2 separate regions of the Triticum aestivum genome follow, and region 1 is linked to region 2. A link is a contact called in public Hi-C data. All regions are on one chromosome and are shown on one strand. The core of a region is the stretch at or near the end of the contact, and the rest is flanking DNA. Distances in the headings are between cores, read along the strand shown. Region 1 holds the start of LOC123128746 (protein HEADING DATE REPRESSOR 1). Region 2 holds the start of LOC123128742 (protein TSS).

What was found. Hi-C and Micro-C count contacts between places; a contact is called where the count stands out from the background.
Region 1: a contact with region 2 is called in a Hi-C map of leaf, with 2.4 times the contacts expected there. The contact joins the promoter of LOC123128746 here to the promoter of LOC123128742 in region 2. A contact is called at or near these places in 2 of 5 Hi-C or Micro-C datasets (both in leaf).

What each region holds. Positions count from the first base shown.
Region 1 is chr6A:588,996,925-589,001,552 of IWGSC CS RefSeq v2.1, forward strand. It overlaps LOC123128746 (protein HEADING DATE REPRESSOR 1), which reads right to left and starts at 2,829. Exons shown (of 4, transcript XM_044548837.1): 1 at 2,571-2,829; 2 at 2,398-2,484. The coding sequence starts at 2,464.
Region 2 is chr6A:588,715,951-588,720,129 of IWGSC CS RefSeq v2.1, forward strand. LOC123128742 (protein TSS) reads right to left here and starts at 2,720. Exons shown (of 24, transcript XM_044548832.1): 1 at 2,340-2,720; 2 at 2,122-2,183; 3 at 1,404-1,496; 4 at 1,243-1,315; 5 at 892-1,152; 6 at 680-744; 7 at 250-381; 8 at 126-167. The coding sequence starts at 2,406.

The DNA.
Region 1 (4,628 bases), core at 1,579-4,078, 280 kb after region 2:
CCATTCGGCATGAATGGTGAAGCTATATAAATAACAATGAACATTGGCAGGTTCAGAAATAGTTTATCTGGTCAGTATCATCAGACCAGCCTAATTAAAGTAAACATTCTGACAGCAACTCCAAATAAACGTGAGTGGTCACGCCTGTCTCGAGCCTGACATTATGCTGTAAACAATCGGTATTATACGAAGACAATGTGGACCATAGATATCTCAGTCTATCACAGTCACCCTTTTCTTTCGTCCTAAGAAATTGCCGCGTTGTTACTGCTCCTCCTGAAGAGCCTTTCCGCTGCCTCGCCCAAAACAGAATACTAGTGGAATTCAGAGTAAGAGGACTGAAAAGGTCATTGCACAACAGCAAGTTACTGAAGGGGATATGGTTTCAATCATGGGTGTGCATTGACATCAATAACTTGAAAAGGAAACACAACCAAAAATGATTCTTGTTTAATACTAGTGAAGGGACCCGCGCCCTCCACCTATCTGCATTGATATCAACACGACCAAAATGATTCTTGTTTATTTACATGGCCATTAGCACTAGAATATGATCAGCTAGAAGTTTTTTCAGTGGATTACTGGTAGACAGGTAGAGTGATGATAGGTGAGAGTGAGTTTTGCTGCCATTTGGAACATGGATGCGTACTTCAACAAGCTGTATGCCCTCTCCTTGACAAGGAAGCAAAGCAAGAAAGGGTTGTGATAGACAGGGACAGCTTACAGCTTAGAACACATATACTGTATAATACAAGGAATTCCCTGCAAGATCTACTGAAAGAATATTCTCAGAAGCTCTGGAGAGGATAGTGGAAACAATTTAACCCTTTTATCTGTTCATTGGTTACACACTAAGAGCAAACTGATTTACTTACACGGTAGCTTACTGGTCAACATTGGCAGGTTCAGACACGGTAATTTGGTCAGTAGTAGCATCATTAGATTAACTTATTTACTACTGAACATTCTGACATGAACTCTAAAATAAGCGAGTGGTCACGAAACACGCGCATCTCTCGAGCCTCGGGTTGCGCCATAATAAACAATCGGCATTATCTACTAAGTCAGAGAATTAAGGCCATAGATATCTCAGCCCATCACATTCACCCTCTGTCATCTAGTAGTTGTATTACCAAAACTGCAGCCCTCTTTTTCTGAGAAGAAATTACAGCCTTGTTCGCTGCTGCCCTCGCAGCCAAGCTTCCCCTGCTCCTGGAGAGCATCTCGTAACATTGCCCAAGACAGAATACTAATAGAATTCAGAGGAGTGGGGCTGAAACGAAACTACTATACGGACGACGTTTCCTTGGACGATTTGTGGACGACAGTAAATCAGCGGCTGGGCTACAATTTCTTCTATGCATGGACGGTTCTAACCATAGCGTCGTGCAAGCATCGGCTTGATTTTGTCGTGTGCATAGCAGCGCTGTGAAATTACTGAAAAGTGAAACCCAACAACAGCAAATTACTGAAAGGGATACGGTTTCTTGGCGCGAGCATATTCGCACGACCACGACCACGACCACTACTGGGTAGCTGCTGCAGCTGCCGGCCCGCAGAGATCTTGCCGGCAACGGCAAGCAAGGCTAGGCAATTGGGGCACTACAGCAGCACAGCACCCACCCACCCCCCTTGTGAGAAATTACCCCCAAACTAACCAAGGTCTGAAGCTCTGAACGACCTTGCTTGCGCGAGGCCGTTGATTAATTGATTATAAATATACATCGAAGAATCAGTTGCGCCGGGCAGCCGCGTGACTAACGTGTGGGCGGAAACTGCGATTTTCTTACTCGTATTGGTAGTTGTATATTCGTGATTCGTCTACGTGAGGTGGCAATTGTCAATCCATTTCCTCACGCAATATCTCACTGCTGGAATGTTTCAGGCCGTCAGGTCTGGTGCCGTGCGAAGACGGATGAACATCCTAGAAAGAACCGACGAACAAAAAGGAAGAAGCCACTAATTTTTGCAGAGGCAGAGGCAGAGGCAGAGGAAGCTAACGAAGAATCGAGGAACAGAGGGAGATTCTGGGCTGTAAATCGAATTGGTGTAAGACTTCGTGATAATTTTCAAGAAAGAAATGGCAGGAGCAAATTTCAAAATTAATTCCCAGGAGAGAGAGAGAGAGAGAGAGAGAGAGAGAGAGAGAGAGAGAGAGAGAGAGAGAAAGCATGAGGGGAGCCTTTGCCGAGATCTGGACTGAAATTTGGCGAAACCGGCAATACGGTTGTGGGAGAGAAGAGGGAATGGCTGAAGGACGGACAGGCTCCTTTCTTTGTAAAGGAACAATATCCTCTTCTTTTTTAAAACGAAGCGGTTCAAATCAGGATGGATTCAAGAGTTGAAGACGTTTGCTCAAAGGATTTGAAGCAGCAAGAAGGAGCAGAGCACCCCTACCTGACGACGGCCTCCTCCTGGACTTCCAGAAGATCCGCGGCGGGTCGGCCATGGACGGCTCCTCCATGCTCCCCGGCCGGCAGGTCACTGCAGCCCAAGACAAGAGCGCAAATATACATCAGCTACCGAAATCCTGCGTCAGTAAGGACGAAATGGTCAGGAGCTCAGCTCACCTCCGGTGGCTCCTCGGCTCGACTTCCTGCTGCCTGCCTGCCGGAGCTCCTCCCAATCTCTCGCTCTCTCTGCCTCGGTGCGGTTTGGTCGCGTGCGCCGCGTTATCTCGTGGTTTCTGGCTGTGCTTGTGCCGTGGCGTGGGCGGGCTGTTGGTGCCACTAGCAGAAAGAAAGGAAAAACGGTGGCCTTGGAAGCCACTCCCGTTTCCTTGGCGTCCTTGACGGTGGCTTTCAGCCGTGCCCGTGACGTGACGCGCTGGCTTTCTGGCACCGGTAGTAGCTGTCGCCCGGGCGACGGGACGGCTACTCACGGCGTTCACGCTTGACCGCCAGCAAGACAGAGAGGGGCGTTTTCGTTTTGGGCTACCCGCCCGCCAACAACCAGTAGCCGTGCCCGTGCGCGCTCCTCCCCTCCGGATCCTCTGTGGGCAGTGCAGGCAGGGCCTACTTACGCTGATGCCGATTTGGTTCACTTTTGTCCGTTTGGGTCAGCTGTAGATGTGGCGTTTTAAAAAATATATATATAAATGGCGTATGTCTTCATCAATGAATTTTTGGACAGTGTGTTCGACCGACCGATCCATTTGGTTCGCTCACCGTTTTTTCCGCCAAATTTCTATACGCGTTAATTAGGCAAACAAATAAAAATAAAACATTACACATAACTAAACAAACAAGTCACACGGTTTTACATCATAATAAATAAATGTCATGGTTCACAACCAAATGAATTGAAATTTGTGCGAACTACATTGAAAAATGAAAGAGCGGATACATTTATTGGTTGCTGCATGTTTTGAACTTGAAGTGAGTTGTCTAGTCACGCATTTTTTGGGTGAAATTGAATGAACTGTGCAAACGTTGCCGCTCTCGGGCTCAACGCCTTCACCCTGGAAATCTCCCCTTGGTCAAAGAGGTTGTCGTCACACTCATCGTCTACGGTCATGTTAAGCATGATCACACAAGCAGTCATTACCTCTCACATCTTTTGTTTGCTCCATGTTCTAGCAGGGTGTCGAACAATAGCCCATTGAGATTGAAGCATACCAAAAGCACGCTCCACATCCTTCCTAACTCTCTTGTTCTTTGGCAAACCCGACCCTCTTCTCTCCTACGGATTGGAGATTGTCTTGACAATCGTAGACCAGTGAAGATAGATAGCATCAGCTAAGTAGTATCCCTTGTTGTATTGATGACCATTGATCTCAAAGTTAACCGCTAGGGACTTGCCTTTCGAAAGACTTGTGAACACCAGAGAGCGTTGAAGTACATTGATGTCATTGTAAGAACCTGTCATGCTGAAAAAAGAGTGCCAAATCCAGATATCTTTTGATGTCACAACTTCAAGTATGACCGTGCAAGCTTTAACATGTCCCTTGTACCCCTACCAAGCAAATGAACAATTCTTTCACTTCCAATGCATACAATCTATGCTTCCAAGCATCCCCAGAAAAGCCTCTCGATTCATTGATTGCTAACAATCGGGTTGTATCCGTAGCATTTAGTTCTCTCAAGTATTCGGGCCAAACACTGCAACCACAGATTTGCAGAACTTGTACAATGATGCAAGGCATGTGGACTCACTCATGCGGACATACTCATCCACAATTTTATCGGGAATTCCATATGCAAGCATACCAACAGACGCAAATACATTTCTCATAAGAGGAGAAGCCAACATTTCCAAGGGCATCATACTTGCATTTCAAGCAATCATCATAGCTACCACTCCCTCCATAATACGGTTGAACATATGTCTCGTCATCCGAAAGCGTCACTGGAAAACCTTGGGAGGGAATAATGGGTCATTGTACTTTAAATAATCATGTAGAGTAGGCATTGGCCGCTCTCTCCGTTATGACTCAAATCCGAAGCATGGTTCGGGATCGATCCCTTAAACCTTGGTCGTTGCCTAGCAATGTGCTCATTGATAACCAAAGCAGGTATCACACCATCATCATCCTCGTCAAAATGATTCTTCGGACGATGATGAACATATGAAGTTGTTATAAAAAAATCATCATACCTGCCCACCATGATGAAATTGTGCCTCACTTG
Region 2 (4,179 bases), core at 1,470-3,969:
CAAACTAGCATACGCCCCCACTTGCCCAAAAATATTGGTTCAAATTCTGAAAGTGTAACATGTTGAAGCACATCTGATTAATTATTATTATTTTTGGTTAGAAACCAAGCATTAGCGAATCTCACCTTGTTGTGCTCAACAAAAGCCTTCATAAGAGCCTTGTAAGCCTGCAGATTTGGAACACATTTTCCATATTAATGATCAACCATTGATAAGAAATAAAGTAAACAAGCTCAATATTTTACTTACTGCCTCAAATCCACGGTTCGTCTGCTGCAACAACCCAACAAGGGAGTGGTTAATGAGTGCTCGCTTCCCTGACGGATAGAATCCAGCTCGGGATGCCACGATCGTCACTGGCTTCCCGTTACAAACCCTCACCTGAGTACCGGCACCAAACTCAAGCGAAGTCAGCGAACGTTTTTTTTTTCAAGAACATACAAGGCAGCGAACTATAACTGCAACTGATACTATACAGCTACGCTGAAAACCTTGGCACCATTAGACATTACAGTGATACTGACAACACTGAATTACTCATGGCTACAATTTTCATATGACGAGCTAAATCTACTGGTACATTCAACACAGTTGACATAAGAGTAGACAGTAGCTACTATTAGTTGTCACTGTTGTATATTATCATCGAATCAGTAACAATATTCAGTAGGAACCTCACATCGATCTGGAAGAAGTCCTCCTCTCTATTGTCATCGACGAACGGGCGCGTCGACCTTCTGATGTCTGCAATGGATCACAATCACATTAATGGAAAAACCTAACAGAATTTTGTTCTCCAAATACAACTCGAACCTACTACTCATTCCTGTACGAAATGTGCTAGAAAAATACAGAGAGAAGAAGAAGAAAATGACTAGCACTGGCACTTACACTGGATCGGCGGCGAGAGGTGGGAGAAGGAGAAGAAGTCGTAGAACTCCCCCAGCTTCGGCGGCGGGTACATGGGCTCCTCGCCGCCGCCGCCACCGGCGACCACGGCGCCGGGCGAGCCTGGCTTGGCGGCCTCGGCGGCCGCATCGGTGGCGGGCGCGGGCTTCTGCTCGGGCTTATTGACCCCGAACGCGGTGGTGCAGGCGACGACGTCGAGCAGCCGGCGGACGTGCGCGACGGCGAGCTCCTCCGTGTACTCCTCTGCGGCGCCATTGCGAGACGGAGCGTGTCAGCGCGCAGTTTTTGCGATTTGGCCCTCGACGTACGCGCTATTCGCGGGTTCGTCCTTACCTTCGACGATGCTGAGGTGGCAGGGCTTGAGGGCGGCGATTTCCACCGTGTCCTTGAGCTGGGGCCCACGGACCTGCATTTGTGCCCACGTAACAAGTACAGCCTGTCAGCTGGCTCGAACTCTGAAGCAGTTTTCAGCCGCTCGGGTCTGTGACGTGTACCTCGTGGCAGAGGGAGAAGCTGGTGATGTGGCAGGTGTCCACGTGGACGGCCAGGAGCTTCCGCACGTCGAGGATCCTGTCCGTCGATATGCCCTGAAAGTGCAAGAAGGCGCATATGCATTGGTTGCTCATTTCTCTTACTAGCTTATTATTACTCCGATGGTGATTTTGTTTAAACCGAGGCAAAAAGTTTGTTTCATCAATTCATCCATTAAGCAGAAGAGGTTTTTTTTGCGGGAATAAGCAAAAAGAGAGTTGCTCGGTTAATTTTAGTAAACTGGGTCAAAACTAAGCAAAAATGTTTCGGAAGTCACTTGGACCTCTAATTAACCTGCTCCAACTGTACGGTGTTCCACCTGGCATGCATGGCACGGATGTTGTTTTGTGGACCATTTTGTTTTGAAATTTGGGAGCTCCTTTTTACATAGAGTTTGGCAGAGTTTGTGCCCCGAATTTAAATCTTTCCGTGGTTTTTTTTTGTGTGAACGTGTAAATACGAGCGTGAATTCTAAGCACGTGATGAGATTGTTGTGCATAGCGGAAGAAGGACAAACGGTAGGAATGCACGGCCGCAGGCGCAAAAGGAAGATAAGAAAATGCCAAAGGCGTATATATCGCGTGGGCCGTAACTGATGGAGCTCTCCTCTCCCCACGTAAAACCTCGTGGAGGGAAGAAGATAAGCTTAGCCAGGCGGGGCGGGGCGGTCGGTCTTCTCACCTTGAGCGTGAGGTGGGTGTAGTCCGGCGCCTCCACGGTCACGTCCAGCACCGTCGGCAGAACTGCATCAATTTACACGTACGTTCATTCACAAACAAAATCATTCAGAACCGATTGAAAATCGGCAAAAACTCATCATCTTCTGAACTTGCAATTCAGCAAAGATTTGAATTCTACAGAGTAGGAGAATCGAGTTTACAACTAGCGCACGCACGCACCTTTCTCTTCCTTCTTCTTCTTGTCGCCCTTGGCCTTGGGCTTGGCCTTCCCCGCCTTGGGCGCCATGCCGCCCGCCCGGCCCTCGCAACGCTAGCTTGCTGCTGCTGCTTCCACAAACCTCGACGGCTCGCTTGCAGTTTCTATCCCGAAATTCCCAACGGAATGAGAATCTGAACTTCTCAAGGTAGCTACCGTGCTCTTGGCATTTAGATGGTGAAGAGGAGAGGAGATAGCGAGGGAGCGAGCGAGCGAGCGAGCGAGAGAGGTGGGCTAGAGAGAGGATAAGGTGATATATAGCAGCGCCTAGATGCTGCTACGAGCTAGCTAGCTGAGCTGAGCTGAACAGCTTCCACTGGCTCTGTGAACCTGAAGTTGAAGGCGCAGGCGGAGTGGGAAGAGGACAAGAGCGCAGCAAAGGGAGCGAGCGAGTGAATATGAATAGTGGATAGAATGTTGAGATTACTCCAGTCTGGGAATAAAAGAGGAATAGTGGATGCAAAATGTTGTGGTTACAGAGAGCAGGGGAGGCTGGGCACGAGTCTTCTGTCGGCCAAATGGTGAAGTTTTTATGAGTGTGTGCGTGCAGTTTCATGTGTCTGTGCAAGTGATTAGTGGCTAACATTAGAAACGAGCTGATATGGCGAAAAGAATGGTGTTTTTTTGTTAATTCTACTTTCTCATGTGCGATGACATGTATTTCGCCGGTTCTTCTGGAGCAACTTTTGCTTATCTGAAAAAACTCATGGCGCATAATTATCCACTTGCAGGTTTTCCATTCACGGCGCCTGGAGGGGCTCTAGAACGCGGGTGAGAGTTCTTTTACCGCCATCCGTGTACGAATAACGTACGCCACGAAAATGTTGGATCCAAGAACTACTAGTGATGTCTTCTTCTTCTCCTTCTCTCGATTAAAAGAACTAGTGATGTCAAAATTGTATCAGGCTAAATACAAGGTGAGAGAGCACAGTAATAAATTCATCATAGATTCATCCGGGCGTTACTTGAACCGTACTGACAGAGGTTTCCAAACCTTCAATAACTGAAGTGCTAGTAAACTCCAGTCAGTAGAGAAGGTCTGGACGGTACGAAACCAATGGCGCAGAGCGTCCCCAGCTGCACCGCAGTGCAGTGTACGCGCGGGCGGGCGGGCGGGCGCGCTGGCCACGGGGGAGAGCGACGGGGCTCAGGGGATTTGGCGGCATCCCGAGAGGGAACCAGAACCAATGGCCAGAGGCCGCCCCCTCATCTCGTCACCCCGGAGCCAATCCCCATCTCACCCAATCTCCGAGCCTCCACGCCTCCGTGTCCTATCTGCAGCGCGGCCACCAGCTCTCCGGCTATCTCACTATCCCGCTCGACGCGACGCGTCCACCCATTTCTGACCGCGCCGGTCGGCCGGCCGGTACAGCCGTGGGGCGGGCGAGCGAGCCCCGTGTGCCGTCCCCTTGGGGCGGGGCCGTGGGGCTCCGGTTGGGTTTGGAGCTCACTGCGTTTCGGGCAAGCTGACGGTAGAGTTATTTTGGGTAGCAGGGGAAGCGGCGGGGCGTTCAACTGTACGAGACTTGTGAATTCTGTAAAAAGTGAAAGAGATTTGAATGAGTGAGCAGCAACCGAATTTCATTCACGTGTGGGGAATCTAGTGATTGCAACGGGGATTGCAATATGGGTAGCTCATGACTTCATGAGCTAGCCCCATTAGCTAAGTGGTTGTTTGTGTTACGAACCGACAGTTACGAAGGATGTCATTAGCAAACCGTCATTAGGCACTGTCATTAGTTGCGTTGGAAACAGGAAAAGGAAGAATAATCACTAGTTGAAATATTCCCTTTTCCCTACCTT